Linked DNA regions of Anas platyrhynchos: region 2 is linked to region 1. A link is a contact called in public Hi-C data. All regions are on one chromosome and are shown on one strand. The core of a region is the stretch at or near the end of the contact, and the rest is flanking DNA. Distances in the headings are between cores, read along the strand shown. Region 1 holds the start of SMIM24 (small integral membrane protein 24). Region 2 overlaps NFIC (nuclear factor I C).

What was found. Hi-C and Micro-C count contacts between places; a contact is called where the count stands out from the background.
Region 2: a Hi-C map of subcutaneous adipose tissue shows a contact between it and region 1, with 2.2 times the contacts expected there. The contact joins the enhancer-like site here to the promoter of SMIM24 in region 1. A contact is called at or near these places in 2 of 8 Hi-C or Micro-C datasets (skeletal muscle and subcutaneous adipose tissue).

What each region holds. Positions count from the first base shown.
Region 1 is chr29:4,410,730-4,417,862 of IASCAAS_PekinDuck_T2T, reverse strand. It overlaps SMIM24 (small integral membrane protein 24), which reads right to left and starts at 3,918. Exons shown (of 5, transcript XM_072029323.1): 1 at 3,841-3,918; 2 at 3,718-3,838; 3 at 2,920-3,037; 4 at 2,757-2,795; 5 at 2,293-2,630. The coding sequence starts at 3,903. The coding sequence ends at 2,546. It overlaps SMIM44 (small integral membrane protein 44), which reads right to left and starts at 7,020. Exons shown (of 2, transcript XM_072029322.1): 1 at 5,563-7,020; 2 at 3,845-5,291. The coding sequence starts at 5,779. The coding sequence ends at 5,068.
Region 2 is chr29:4,451,461-4,458,593 of IASCAAS_PekinDuck_T2T, reverse strand. The region is part of intron 1 of NFIC (nuclear factor I C); the gene reads left to right. Among named protein-coding and RNA genes, the nearest start is that of NFIC, 7.4 kb to the left of the region's middle. Within about 2 kb of position 2,788, at least 3 of the 8 cell types and tissues checked have an H3K27ac peak or open chromatin away from gene starts, as enhancers often do.

The DNA of each region.
Region 1 (7,133 bases), core at 2,669-5,168:
ATTAAAAACCCGCCCTCGGCAAGAAAAGCACCTTAGAAAATGTTAAAAAAGGCAAAAAAAGCAAAAAAAAAAATCACGGATTCCCCCCCCACCCCTCCCCACGCACCCCGACCCCCCCCCAAGGAGGGAGGTTCGGGCCGGGGGGGGGCAGGGAGCGCCCCCCTTTCCCCCCCCCCCCGGGATATTTGCACTGCTCCGCTCTGCGCTGGGGGCCGCATCCTGCCCCCCCCGCGACCCCCAGCCGAAGGGAATATGCAACCCCCCCCCCCGCCCACCACCCAGGCTGCCTGGGGGGGGGGGGGCTTTCTGGGGGGGGGGAGGCCGGGGGCGGGGAGGGGGGGGCCGACCACTAATTTTTATTATTATTATTATTTTTGAACCGTTCGCCGTGATTTTTTTTTCAGCCCCCCCCCCCGGGGTGGCCACAATCAGCTCCGCCGGTGGTGGTGGTGGGGGGGTCATCGCGGGGTGTCCCCCCCCCACACCCCCAAGGGGCTTGGGGACAGTTTTTTTTTAGGGGGGGGGGACACAATCCCGCGCCGCCACAAGCCCAGGTCCCCCTTGCCCGGGGGGTTCTCATGCACTACAGTCCCCGAGGGGGGGTTGTTTTTAGTACTCGTTGAAAAAATGCGTTTAGAAAAAAAAAAAAATGGGGAAAAAAATACAAAAAAAATTAAAAAACAAAAAAAAGAAAGAAAAAGTCCTCGTGACCTATAAATAAATCCCTGTACATATATATATACACCCACATCTATATATATGGGGCCGCAGGGCGGGGGGGGGCGCGGGTCCCTGCGGGCCCACACGCAGTTAAGGTACTTTAAGTGGCAAAGTAAGGAATATATATATATAAAAATATATATATATATGTCTGCTGGTGGTGGTTGGTTGGTTTTTTTCCTTTTTTTTCCTTTTTTTTTCATTTTTTTTTTCCCGTTCGCTTTCGTTTCGTCCTCTCCGATTTGGAGCCGCTGCTCCCCCCGGCCCCCACCCACGGGAAGCACCCGCGGGGATAGGGGAGGGGGTGGAGGGGGGGTCGGGGAAATTTGGGGGGGGGGTTACAAAAAAAAAAAAAAAGAACAAAAGTAACCGAAAGGCAAGAAAAGGCCCCAAAAAAAAGCGCGGCGGGGCTGCCGGCGGGCCCACGACGACACCAATACCAAAAATCCCACGCAGTGCCTCTCGCTGCCGGCCGCCCACGCCCGCTTTTTTGGGGGGCTCCTTGCCCCCCCCCTCACTCCCCTCCCTTCATACCCCCCCCCCATTGGGGTGACCCCCTCCCCACGCTCCCCGCGTCCCCCCTGTGCCGCTGCGGGGGGTGAGCTCAGTGGGGCGCCGCTGCCCCCCCCCCCCCCCGGCCCCACGCGTGTCCCCCCCCCCCCCCCCTGCATGCTGCCCCCCCCCCCGGACCCCCGCTCGCCTCCCCGGAGCTTCTCAATATTTGATTACTCCATGTACACGAACGCAGCCCCCCCCCGCCGCGCCTGCCTCCATACAGCTCCCGAACGTGGCTAGGGAATTTTGTGGGTTTTTTTTTTTTTTTTTTGGTCATTTTTGGTCATTTTTTGGTTTTTGGTCATTTTTGGTTTTCGGTTGGATTTTTTTTTTTTTTTTTTTGTTCCGTTTCGTTTTGTTTTTTTTTTTTTTTTCTTTTCCGTATTTTTTTTTTTTTCGCCCCCCTCCCCTATGCAAAAAAAAAAAAAAAAAAAAAAAAAGGAAAAAAAGGATTAAAAAAAAAAAGAGAGAAAAAAAAAGACAAAAAAATAAAAAAGCGGAGGAAAAAAAAAAAAGGAGAAAAGAGAAAAGTTTAAAAAAAAAAAAAAGACGAAAAAATGTATAAAAATTAAACAAGCTATGCTTCAACTCCACGCCGCGTCCGCGCTTCCTTCGCCGCCCCCACGGGGGACACCGAGACACGCGTGGGGGCGCTGCGGGGCGGGGGGGGGCACTGCCCCGGGGGGGGGGGGGGCTGCCACCCGTGGGTGCCCTCGCCCCACGCAGGAGGTGGCGGATCCCCGGGACACGCGTGGGGACCACACTTTTGGGGGGGTGACACGGGGTTGGGGCACCCACGGGTGACCCACGCGTGGGGTGCTGCCCCCCCCACGTGACATCATCACCTCGTCCACGCACCCTCATGACGTCACCCCCCACCCCCCCCGTGTCACCCAGGGGTCCCGTGGGGTCGGGGGGCACCCCCCACCCACCCACCCCCCCCTCCCCGCCGCACCCACGCGTGGGTGGTCACGGCCCCGTCCCCACGCGCAGCGACACCAGAGACGGGAGGCGGGGGCGGGCTGGCAGCTTTACTGCTGGGCTACAGCGGGGGGGGGGCCGCCCACAGCCCCCCCCGTGGGCTCCCGTCACGCGGCCCCCACGCGGGTCCCGCGGGTTGCCGTGGGGGGGCGCCGTCCGCGATCCATTCCCGCGGGGCTGGGATCCAGGCCGGGCTTTGCGCTCAGCCGGGGCCTTTCGGCTCTCGGCGCCCCGCAAAACCCGGCGCGGATTCGCGGCCGCGGGTGGGCCGGAGCTCGCCCCACGCGTGTCACAGCGACGTGGCCTTGTTGCGCTCCTGCTCGTCGTCGCTGTCCCTATCGGCTGCCGCGTTGCTGTAGGCGGCCTTCTCCAGCCTGCGGGGACGGGGACGGAGCCGTCAGCGGGGCGCTGCCCCCCTCCACCCCCCCCACCCCACCCCACTCCCACGCGTGGGACCCCCCAGAGGGGAAACTGAGGCAGGGCTGGGGCTGGGCCGGTACCTGCCGATCGCCTGCGGCTCCTCGGGGGCTCCGTGCTTCCTGCGGGGGGACACGAGGGGACACGGGGGGGACATGAGGGGTCAGCACCGTGCCCTCCCCACCCCCCTGTCCCGCGTGGGGGGCGCCGCTGCAGCCCCCCCCCAGACCCCTCCCCGGCCCCCACCTGCGCATCCTGAGCCGCCAGAAGCGGTTGAGGAGCAGCCCCAAGAAGACGATGAAGAGGAAGACGACGACGGCCGTGAGGCCAACGAGCCACGGCTGCCACTGCTTGGAGGTCACGACTGCAAAGGCACCCGTGGGGACAGCGTGGGGACGGGAAGGAGCCACGGGGACAGGGACAGGGACAGGGACAGGGACAGGGACAGGGACAGGGACAGGGACAGGGACAGGGACAGGGATGGGATGGGGACAAGGATAGGGATGGGATGGGGACAGGGACAGGAATAGGGATGGGGACAGCGATGGGGACATAGCAATACAAATAGGGACAGGGACAGCATTGGGAATGGGGACAGGGATAGGGACAGCAACGGGGACAAAGACAGCAATAGGGGCAGGGATGGGGATGGGAACAGCAATGAGGGCAGGGACAAGGACAGGGACAGGGATGGGGACAGGGACAGCAATAGGGACAGGAGTGGGGATGGGGACAGGGACAGGGACAGGGACAGGGACAGGTTCAGGGGAGCCCCGTGCCGCAGAGGACAGCACCCTTCATCCCAGGGTGTAGGGTCCTGAGCCCGGCACTGGGGGACACTGGGGGACACCGGGGTGCTGAGGCTCAGCGAGGTGACAAAGCCACCCCCGCCACAGCCAACCTGTCCCCGTGAGCACGGGGTGGAGCAGTCACCCCCAAATCCTCCTGCTCTGCCCCCAGAATGGCTGCTGCCAGTGCCGGTGCGCGAGGCACTGGGCAGACTGGTCATACTGGGGAGGGCAGCGGGGTGCTGGTGGCACTTACCCTCCTGTCCCCGGGCGGTGGCAGTGAGGCTGAGCAGCAGCAGCAGCCCCAGGGGCTGCGGGGACCTCGGCATCACGGGGCTGCGGAGGGGCCCGATCCTACAGCGCGCGTGGCACCGCTCCTTGCACCCGGGGCCAAGGGGCGGCTTTTATTGGGCTCAGGAGGACAAGTGCCACCGAGTGCCATGGCAACGCGGTGCCCTTAACCCCCGGGTGGTGGCACCTCCGCCCCGCTGTGCCACCAGCACCCGCCGGGACCCCCGGACACAGCGCTATGGGAACAGCACCCCCGGCACTGGGGAGACTGGGCGGACTGGGAGCAGCTGGGGAGGTGCCCCCAAGCAGCGTGGGAGCAGCGCAGTTTTGGGTGGAAAAGAGGCAGATTTGGGGCTTTTTGGTGTTGTTTGGGAAGAGCGGCTTCACGCAGCAGGGGCAGGATTTGCCCGGTGGGTGCAGACGGACGGACGGACAGAGGGACGGGTGGGTGGGGGGCTGGATGGATGGACAGAGGGATGGGGGGGGGGGCTGCACGGACGGACAGAGGGATGGGGCGCATCTCTCCCCGCTGCCCCCCACGTGCCCGGGGCGTGCTGGGTGCCATAACCGGGTAAATATTAATGCCCTTATCGCCCAGACCTTGGCAACGGCCGCGGGCGGCTCCGCTCTGCCCCGCTCCGTCCTCGGGGAGAAAACAAACGGGGGGGCAGCACCCATGGGTGGGCGCCGTCGGGGCCCCCTCCCACTGCAACTCCCCGAGGGGGTGAAGAATCCCTGGGGGCGTGGGGATGGGGGGTCCCCAGCGAAGGGCTTTGCTTTAAGGGTGGGGGTCTGCACAGAGCAGCCCCCGCTCACGCTGCCCCCTCCCAGAGGCTCGGGGGCGCTCAGATCGGCTTTGGGGGCACCCCTGGGTGCTGCCGAGCCCTGCCTCATCCTGCAGGGCCCGGATCTGGTGGGGGCCAAACCCCATCCTCGGCACACAGCCGGGTGTCTGCCTGTCTGTCCGTCCGTCCGTCTGTCCATCTGTCTGTCCGTCCATCCGTCTATCCGGGTGTCTCCGTGTGTCTGTGCACGCCCCGAGGGTCTGCGCCCACACCCAGGGGCGCATCCATGTCTGCGCCCCCCCCAGCGCCCGCCTCTGTGTCCGTGTGTCCGTCCGTGTGTCCGTGTGTCCGAGCACACCCCACACCAAGGGCCAAGGTGGGGGCATCCCAGCGGGTCGGGGGGCAGGGGGGTTTTTGGGGTGCAATGGCAGCTCCGAGCCGTGCGCGTTGGCACCACCGCGGTGTTCGGGGACGGGGCCGGAGCGGCGGGGAGGGGCGGGGGGGGGGGGGGCTTCGCAGCGGGGTCCCCCCTAGAAAAACCTCTTCTTGTGGGGGTCGGCGAAGGTGATGGAGCTGCGTGGGGTAGCGGAGAGCAGCCCCAGCGGGATGTCCATGCCGGGCAGGGCGCCGGCTCCTTCGCCCTGCGGCCTCTCCTCCGGCAGGGCCCCGTCCTCCTCCGGCCACTCCACGTCCAGCGCGCCGCCCTCGCCCATCACCGCCTTCTCCTCCTCCGGCTTGGGCCCGAACGCCCAATCTGCGGGGACAAAGAGGGGGCTGTGGGCAGCGCCGTGGCACCCAGGGGGGGTCCCCAGCCTCGGAGCAATGCAGCAAAAACCTGAAGTGTGCCCAGCACCGATTTGGGGAGAAAAATTCACCCCTTTGGCCAACGGGGCCCTACCCCGTGCCCCAGCATCCCCATCGCCCCAGTACCCCTCTGGGCTGGTTGGGGTCCACCTCACCCCCCACCCAGCCCCATGAGGACCCCATAGCTCAGCCCCGTGTCCTCCCCCTCCCCAAGGACTCACCAGCGAAGTCGTGCACCAGGTCCTTGATGAGGTGGCCGACGATGGCGTAGGCCACCACCAGCACCAGGCTGGCCGCCATCACCAGGTAGACGACGTAGCGGGGCAGGCGGATGCTGTCCAGGGCGGGGGGCTTGTACTCCACGTAGAGCACCCCGTCGTCCTCCTCGGGGGGGGCCTGCAGCAGCTGCCGTGGCACGGAGCCCCCCGGCAGGGCCATCGCCAGCTCCCCCCGTGCCCCGGCACAGAGCCACCCGAGCCTCTGCCACGCGGGGGGACGCGGGGGACGAGCGGCATCAGGGTCCCCACGGCTCCCCCACGCCCCCCGTGCTCCTCTTGCTGGTGCAGAGGACAGAGCAGCCGCGGGAAGGAGCTTAGTGCCGGTAATCCGGGCACAGCCCGGGCGAGCTCAGCATGGGGGGGGGCAAGAAGTGTCCAAGGTGGCTGGGGGGGTCCCCAAAATCCCCACCTCACATGGCGCTGCAGGGACCCGCATCCCCTTGTGAGCGGGGAATCGGGTGCAGAGCTGGGGAGTCCCCAAAGGCAGGGAGGGGAGGGACACCCCCAGCTCGGGTGCGCTCCCCCCCCCAGGCTAAATCCCCCTGCAGGCCCCGAATCCCCCGAGCAGATGGCACCAAGTCCTTGACGGGGCCCAAGGCACTGCCCTCAGCACCGGGGCTGGCGGCCAAGAGGGGGCCTGCACCAGTCCCGGCACCCCGGGTCCCATCTGGGTCCCCCTCCAGCACCCAAAAAGAGCTGGAAAAATCCCAATCCCTTCCCGGGGTGGGATCGCCAGGGAGGGATGGAGGTGCCTGCGATGCTGGAGCCGGTGCCAAGGCAGGGCTCTGCGCCCAGGCCCTCCTCCCCGCGCACGTCCCGGCTCTGCTGCGCCCAGGCCAGATCCCGGCCGCAAAAATGCCGCCTTCGTTCCAATTCGGGCTTAAAAGGCATTTGGAGGAGTTGAGGTTTTTTTGCAGGCAGGCGGGGGGAGATGGGGGAGGGGGGAGCAGAGGCAAAAATTTGGCATCGCTCCTGCCTGGGCTGCGTGATTCACTGATGGAAAATCAGCGCCAGGAAGCAGGGAGCAAGGGTTGGAGCAGCCCCGTGCGATAACCGGGGCCGAGCACGCCGGGGAGCGCCTGGCACACTGAAACCTGAACTCCCGTGGGGCACCAACCACGGGGCACGAGGGAAATAGCGTGGCCCCCACTCCACGTCCCCGTCCCCAGCACCCACAGGGGTCACGGGTGGGCACGGCGGCGCCCCGAGGCCTGGCGGTGCTGCCCCAAAGCCGCCTGCCACCCGCGGTCTGCGCGGGGAGGAGGGAGGGAGGCGAGAAGCCACACGACAGCCGGCGCCTCTGCACGGGTGTGAAACCAGCAGCTGGCTGTCAGCAGCGCAGAGGAACCGAGGTCTGGCAGCTGGGGGCCCCCATCCTCTGCCTCACACCCACACCGCGGCGCTCAGGCACCCGTCTGGCTCCTGGCCACCAAAATCGTGGTGCCACAGAGCAATGGCCACGGGGTGCTGAACTGGAACGGACTGGAACCATACTGGGACTCCTCACTCCCTCC
Region 2 (7,133 bases), core at 1,539-4,038, 42 kb before region 1:
CACGCTTCTGCCTGTGCTCTGTCCCTTATCGATCGCTGATATTTATTTGATTATTGATCAGGCAGCCGGGCCCCGCCGCGTAACCTCTTCCCTGCTGGCAGCCGCCCGTGCGCAGGGTCCGGCCTCGTGCCGCCCTCCCCGCCCCGCCGCCGCGCCCTACGAGCGCTCTGGCGTTTTTTATTTATTTATTTATTATTTTTGGAGGGGAGGGGGGTGTTGCTGGTGCCAAGCCCCCTCCTCACCACCTCCTACCCCCCCCCCCCACCCATGCCCGCGCCATGGGCTTGCCGTGCTGAGCGCAGCCCCTCCTTGCAGATCTCATCCCCGCGCCGGGCACGGGCAGGATCCGGCCCCACCTTGGGGCATTGGCACCGGGGGGGGGACAGGGAATGGGGTTTGTGGTGTGTTTGTGTCCCCCCCCCGCTGAACCCTGCACCCTGCCCAAGGCTGGGCATCGCCGGCACCGCACGTGCCGCGGGGGGGTTTGGGCAGCCGGGGGCTGCCGTGGCCAGGGGCTGGCACGGGCAGGGCGCGGGTGGGCAGCGCTGGTGCTGAGCGGGTGACCCCGGTGCTGGAGCCCCCAGCTGTGGGCTTGGCAAGGGCAGCACCTCGACCCCTCGTCTTCCTCTGCAGTTTTCTTCTTTTTTTTTTTTTTCCCTTTTTTTCCCCCTTTCTTTCTTGTTCTTTTTCCTATTCTTTGTTATTGTTATTATTTTATTTTATATTTTCTTCTTTTCTTTTTTCTTCTTTCCTTTTTCTTTTCTGTTTTTTTTTTTTTTTCCCTTTCTTTCCTTTCTCTTTTCCCTCTCTTTTCTGTTATCTCCTTTCTCTTTTCCTTTTTCCTTTCTCTTTTTTTCCCCTCCTCTCCCTCTTTTCTCCTCTCTTTCTTTTCCTCACCCCTTTCTCTCTCACCTTTTCTCTCTTTCTCCTTCCCCCCCCCCACCCGTCTCGGTGTTTCCCAGGGCTCCGGCCGCCCCCCTGCCATTCCCACCCGCTCGGCAGAGCCTGATTTTGCCAGCGAAGGGCACGGGGCCGAGGTGGGAATGGCACGGTCGGGGCTCCGGGAGCCTCCCGCTCACGGCACCACGCTGTTCCCAGCGGATCGGGGAAGGGGGGGCCACGTTCCCAACCCCCTGCCCCGCCGCCTTCGCATCGGGGAGGCTGCAGCTCCCCTCTGCCCTAGCGTAGCCTCCGCTTGAATCCGGCCCAGATGGGATCAGACGTCGTCTGCACCTACCGGATCCGGCCCCCGCCGCCCCCCCGGCCCCGCCGTGCCAGAGCCAAGCCATTCCCATCCCACTCGCTCGGCGGGGAGGCTCTCCCGGGCTCGGGGAGCTGCGGATGGTGATGTGGATACATTGGAACGTGCGCGGGACCCGCCCTGCCTCTGGCTTCGCGCATCTCCCCTCCGACATCGCCGCCGGCTCCCCGAATCCCTCCAGCCCCCCAGGCCCTTGGTGGCCGCTCGCAGCCCAGTTTGGGCAGCTCTGAGCCCGGCCACAGCCGGCCCGAGCCCCGGCTTCGCGACCCGATGGGGCCAGACCGAGCCTTGGCAAGGGCAGCGGCAGCGCCGTGCTCCTGGCTGGGGCCACGGGCGAGCGTCCCGCGGCGAGGAGGGTGACTCGGTGCCCGCTCAGCTGTCTTGTCCCCGCTGCGGGACTTCCTCCCCATCCCCCAGCTCACCTCTGTCCCCTCTCAGGGACCGGGCAGGAAACCAAGACGGAGCTGCCCAGATTAGCAGGGAAGCGGCACCGGCATCACGGCCAAGGGCTCCGCGTGCGGGGGCCTCTCCCTGCCCCCAGGGAGCGGGGTCTGGCTGTTGGTACCCCCAAAATAGCCCCAGCACTGCGGACCCGCCGCCGTCCCCGTGCACCCTGTGGGGCTCCCGGCTGAGCCGTTGGGGCGATCCCTGCGTGGGGAGGGATTTACCCAAGTGCTCGGGGAGATTTGCAGGTCTGACGGCCGCTGCGATGCTCCCGCTCATTTCCTCGCCTCGTGCTTTCCTGCTTTCCTCCAGCCCATCCCCATCACCCAACCCTGACCCCCCCCCAGCACCCCGAGCTCAGGAGCAAGGTGGGGACATCAGCCCGGGGACAGCGGGGGGATCTGGGTGCCGCGGCGCAGTGTGGGGGCTTGTTCGGCCTCCCCCCGCCGCGCTCCGCCTGAGCCCCTCTCCCCTGCGCCGGGCCCCAGCGCCACGTTTTGCACAGATGCATCCTCGCAGCCCCGTTTTGGCACGGGGAGCGGGACGAGGGCCGTGGGCCCGCACCCCCCAGCAGCACAAACCCCACCGGGTGCCACCCTCGGGACCGTGGACATGGGGGCCCCGTGGTGCCGCACCGCGAGAGGCGTCGTGGCCACGTGGCCGTGGCTTTTCCTCGTGGTTTCACCCCCCCGTCCCATGTGGCCACGGCACCGGCACCGCTGCCGGTCCCCATAGCACGGGGGGGGCCTGCACAGTGCCCAGCCGCTGCCACCTGCTTGGGCACGTGGCCACCGCGGGGAGCCAGCCCCCCCCGGGCACCTCGCACCGGGGCCTTCCCTAAAAGTCCCTTGGAAAACCTTCCAAGGGCAGGTGGTGGCCCCGTGCCTGGCCCTGCTGGGGCTTTTTGGGATTGCTGGGCGAGAGGGGAGCGCGGTGCAGCTGGTGCCGGGGGCTCGCCCCTCCGCCAGTAGCTCCGGCAAACTGGTTTCCAGCCGGGAGCTCAGATCGGCTGCCAAAGCATAGGAGCAGCTCGCCGGGAACGGCGCTGGGAGAGAGGGAAGGTTGCAACACACTTTCAATTCTCCCATCTGCTGAGCATTGTTTGGGAAAAACAATGAGACCGTTCTTTAAATGCAACCTTCGGGAGAGCCTGGCTTTCCCCGCGAGGCGCCCGCCGTGCTGTGCCCGCCCCGGCCGTGCCCGGGACCTCGCCGCTTCTGCCCTCTCTAATTTTAAATCCCCAGATGGTAAAAATAGATCCCTTTTTAAGAGCGATTTATGAACCCAGCCGCGAGCAGAACAGGAGGACGCAGGGCACTGGTGCGGGCAGGATGAGGCCCTTACTGCTGCGCCAGCCTCCGCGGCATCACCTTGAACTTGGCCGGGGCTGTGCACAATAAATTAGCCGTCCTCCTCCTGCACACCGAGGCGCCCGGCGATAATTCACCCTTCCCGGCAGCTCCGCTCGTCCCTTCTCCCCCGCCGCTTCCTCGAGGAGCCCAAAGCGTGCCCAGCGCCGCAGCCACGCGCACGCTTGTGCAGGGAGCCTGGAGAAACAAAGCCTGACCCGTGCGTCTTCGAGCGAGCGGGGAATTGCTCCGTTTGTTGCCTTCTTTCTCCCCGAGGCCGGGCAGGCTGGGGAAGGATGCTGGGAGCTGTAGTCTGAGCCCTCCAGCCTTGACCCGGCGGCTTTTTCTAGCTTGTGGGAGTCGTTGCAGCGTGGCCAGGGCGCGGGCAGAGCCGAGCTGGCCGCGTGCCCTCGGTTCCCCTTGGCACAGCGCGGCGAAGGGCGTGCGCTGCGGCCCCTGGCTCCCCGGGGAGCGGCCGTGCTGGCCGGGCAGCCCCGGCGCGGATGCCACGGTGGCGGCGAGGGATTCGCGGTGTGCGAGGGTTTTGTTTTCCTGGCCTGAGCTGGGTGCAGCGGGGGGGGGTTCGGGGCTCCGAGCTCTGCATTTAGGCCCTGTTGTACAGCCCTGGGCGCAGCTGATGGGTGCGCAGAGCGTGGTGCAGGCACTTGTGCGTGGGGCTCGGACCCCAGCAGTGGGGCTGGGGCTCTGCCAGCAAGGGGAAGCCGGGAGGTCCCTGGGTGCCTGGCACTCTCCTCTCCACGTTAGACACCCATCGTGCGCCGGCCACGGTGACATTTGGCATCCACTCACCATTTGCCTGGGTTTTGCACGCAAGCAGAAAAAGGGGCACGGCGTCCCCTGCCTGTGTGGTGATGGAGAGGGGTCCCTGCAGGCTGGGGGTGGCCCTGGGGACAGGGACAGCGTGCCCTGCCTGCCCCCCTGCTTTCCCTGCCCTACACCACCCATGCCAGCCTTCCCCGTGCCTGGCCCCTGAGGCTCGGTGCCCGTGCCACCGCACGGCTCCCAGGGAGGAGCAGAGCTGCGGGGACGGGGACTGGGACAAACAGAGCTGTGGGGACGGGGATGGCGGCTGCGACAGGGTCCCTTGTTGGCGGGGGAGAAGGAGGGCTGGGGGGGAGGCAAAACAGCTCCGTGCAAGGCTGGCTCGCTGCCTGCCGCCCCCGTCCGTGCTGCGGCTCTTCCTGCACGGGGATGGACGTGACGGCGCGCCTGAGTGGGGCTGAGCACCGCCGAGGGGGCTGAGCACTTGGGGAGGCAAGGGGTATCTGTGTCCCCCACCCCTGTGCCCAGGATGTTGGGGGGGTAAGGGCAGGTCCCCAGGTACGTGAGCAGCACGAGGGTGCAATTTGCACCTTGGGGACCCTCAGGGTGGGGATTTCTCCTGCGGCACCCCGGGGTGCGCCGGGCAGGTCGGGGCAGGGCGGAGGAGCCTGCGCGCTGCCCAAAGGCGTCGGGGAGCAGCTGGGGCCTCGACGGCTGCTCGGCTTTGTTGGGTAGGGCCAGCGCCGCGTGGCATCGCCGGTGACATCCCCACAATGTGGCCAGGGGGGGTCCGACACCGAGCCAGTGCTGAGGGGTGCGCAGCATCACGGCAGGGCGGTGCCCAGCACCAAACCTTTGTGGGGTTCGGGTACCAGGGCGTTTTGAAGGGTTTGGATGCCCCAAATTAGCACCAGCAAGAGTCTGAGCTCCCTCGGGGAGGGAAGGCGGAGGGATGGGGATGCAGGGGGTGCCCACGGGCATCCCGCTGCCGGGTCCCAGCTTGCAGCGGGCGCGCGGCCGAGCTCGCCATCCGTCACATCGGCCCCGGGCAGGCATCCCCCGCGGCCGCGCCGCGCCGTGCCAGCTTGGCCAGCGCCCAGCGCCCTGCGCCGCCGCCAAGCCCCGGCGCTTCCCAAGTCCTGGAGAGGAGCTGGGAAAGGATCCCGCTGCCCAGGTGCAGGGACCACGGGCCAGGCCGTGCCAAGGATTGATTTCTCGGTTAACTCGCCGCTGCTTTAAAAGCACATTAATCCTGCCGTCACCTGCCAGCAGCCATCCATAATCAGCATTTTGGGCAAAATCCCCAGCTTCAGGCTGCTTTATGCTGGGCATTCCCCTCCCAGCCACCTTGTCCTGGCCAAGATGCCAGGAGGGGCCGGGCAGCGCTGCCTGGCACGGGAGCGCCAGGATCCGGCCCTCCTGCTGACCCCTCTTCCCCAGCTGCCTTTCAGGCCCCGGGAGTTTGTCCGAGTTCATGGACTTTTTTTTTTTTTACAAAAAAGGGTTTTTATTGTGTTTCTTAAGACATTTTTGTTCTCCTTGCAAAGGGCCCCTGCATTCCCTTCGCGGAGAAAACGGTATTTGACCGGCCGTTGTCCAAAAAAAACCCCCAACATGTTTCTGATCACTAAAACCCAAGAAATATTTTTACTTTCAAAGGGAAAAAAAAAAAAGAGAGAGAGAGAGAGAGGGAGAGAGAGAAATGTTGATTTTCCACCCAGACGTTTCCCCTTTCCCCGAAACGAGAGGCGCCGCTCCCCGCTCGCTCCCTCGGCGATGCCCCCGCGCCGGCGGCTCCCACCTTGCGGCAGCGCGGCGGCTGCCGGGGAGGATGGAGAGCACTGGTGCTGTGCCAGCTCCCCCGGGAGCCACCCGGCACAGCCGGGCGCTGCGTCCCACGGCTGCACGGCTGGAGCTGGGATCTGCCTTTCCTTCTTCCCCCCCCCCCCAATCCTGCAGTCCCCTGGTTGCTGCCCTGCGACTCGGGAAAGTGAGACAGCGAGAGCCGTAACATGAGCCGCGCCGCGCTGCGAAATCTCCTTTAGTAACCTGTGCGCCAGGACAGGCGAGCGGCGCGGGGTGAATACAAATGAAGCCGCGCCGAGGAGAAAAGTGCAGAGTAAAGGGTTTTGGATGGAAATGGCATCGCAGGAGAAAGAGAAGCCGAGCGCGCGCGGATGCCGGAGCGTGTGCGTGCCCGCCGGCACGCGTGGGCATGCGAGGGTGCGCGCATGGGTGCGCACGTGTGGCACAGGGGGTGCAGCGGGGTGACCGTCACCCTGCAGCGGGGTCGGCGTGGCCGAGGGGAACCGCTCCTCTTCCTCCCCGAAACACACGCTGCGGATCAAAGGCTCTGGAGGGAGGGGAGACGGGGCCTGTGCGAGCAGAGCCCCTGGCTGCACGCCACCCCACCTTCCCGCTCCTCTCCCTGGAGAGTTTGTTAAACAAATTTCTCTAATTGCACAAGCCGAGGAGTTTGTCGTCGGAAAAAAAAAAAAAAAAAAAAAAAAAGCTGGGGAAATTCCCCTCCGCCCGGCCACCCCTTCCCCGGCCCTGCGGCTGCAGACGCTTCGCAGGCACGCAGCACGTTTCTGCTCCGCGGGGAGGCTCCGACCCCGCTGCCGGGGTGTCCTCAGGTCACCCAGGGCTGCGCGGGGACGGCCCCCGCTCAGCGGCTGCAGCACGGGCTGGGAGCCTGGGCCCTCGGCACCCAGCACCCCGCTGCCCCCCGGCTGCGGCCATCGCTTCGCGGAGCTCCCCCAGTGCACAGGGGGCTTTTGCGAGCTGCCCATGTGCAGCCTTTGAAATCGAAACCCGGCGGTGGAGCGAGCGTGTCAAGGGATAAAAGCTTCGGCTCTGCGACGGCTTTAATCTCTTTACCAGGTCTGGCCGGACCAATAAGGGAAGGTGCGGGGCCGGGCACTGCCGGGCTCCCGGTTAGGTCATTGCTATAGATAGCCTGCAGCACCCTACATGTGCAGGATCCGAGCGTCGCCTCGGCCAGCTCTGCCAGCAGCCCTGCGGGGCTCCCCGAAATGAGCAGAGCCACGGGGAACGCATCGGGCACCGCGCTGGTGCTGCCGGGGATCCTGCGCCCATGGGCGTGCGCAGCCCTGCTGCAGGGTCCTGCACCCCTGGGTTCCTGGGGCCATTTTCCTTTTGTTTCGTACCACGTTTCCTTATGCAGATACTCTCGAGCAAAAGCCATGCTGGGGGCTGCGGCAGACATCCCTGCAGCAGGGTGCTGAGGGCACCCGTGGGTGCTGTGCAAAACCCCGCTGCCCCGCGCGCCACGA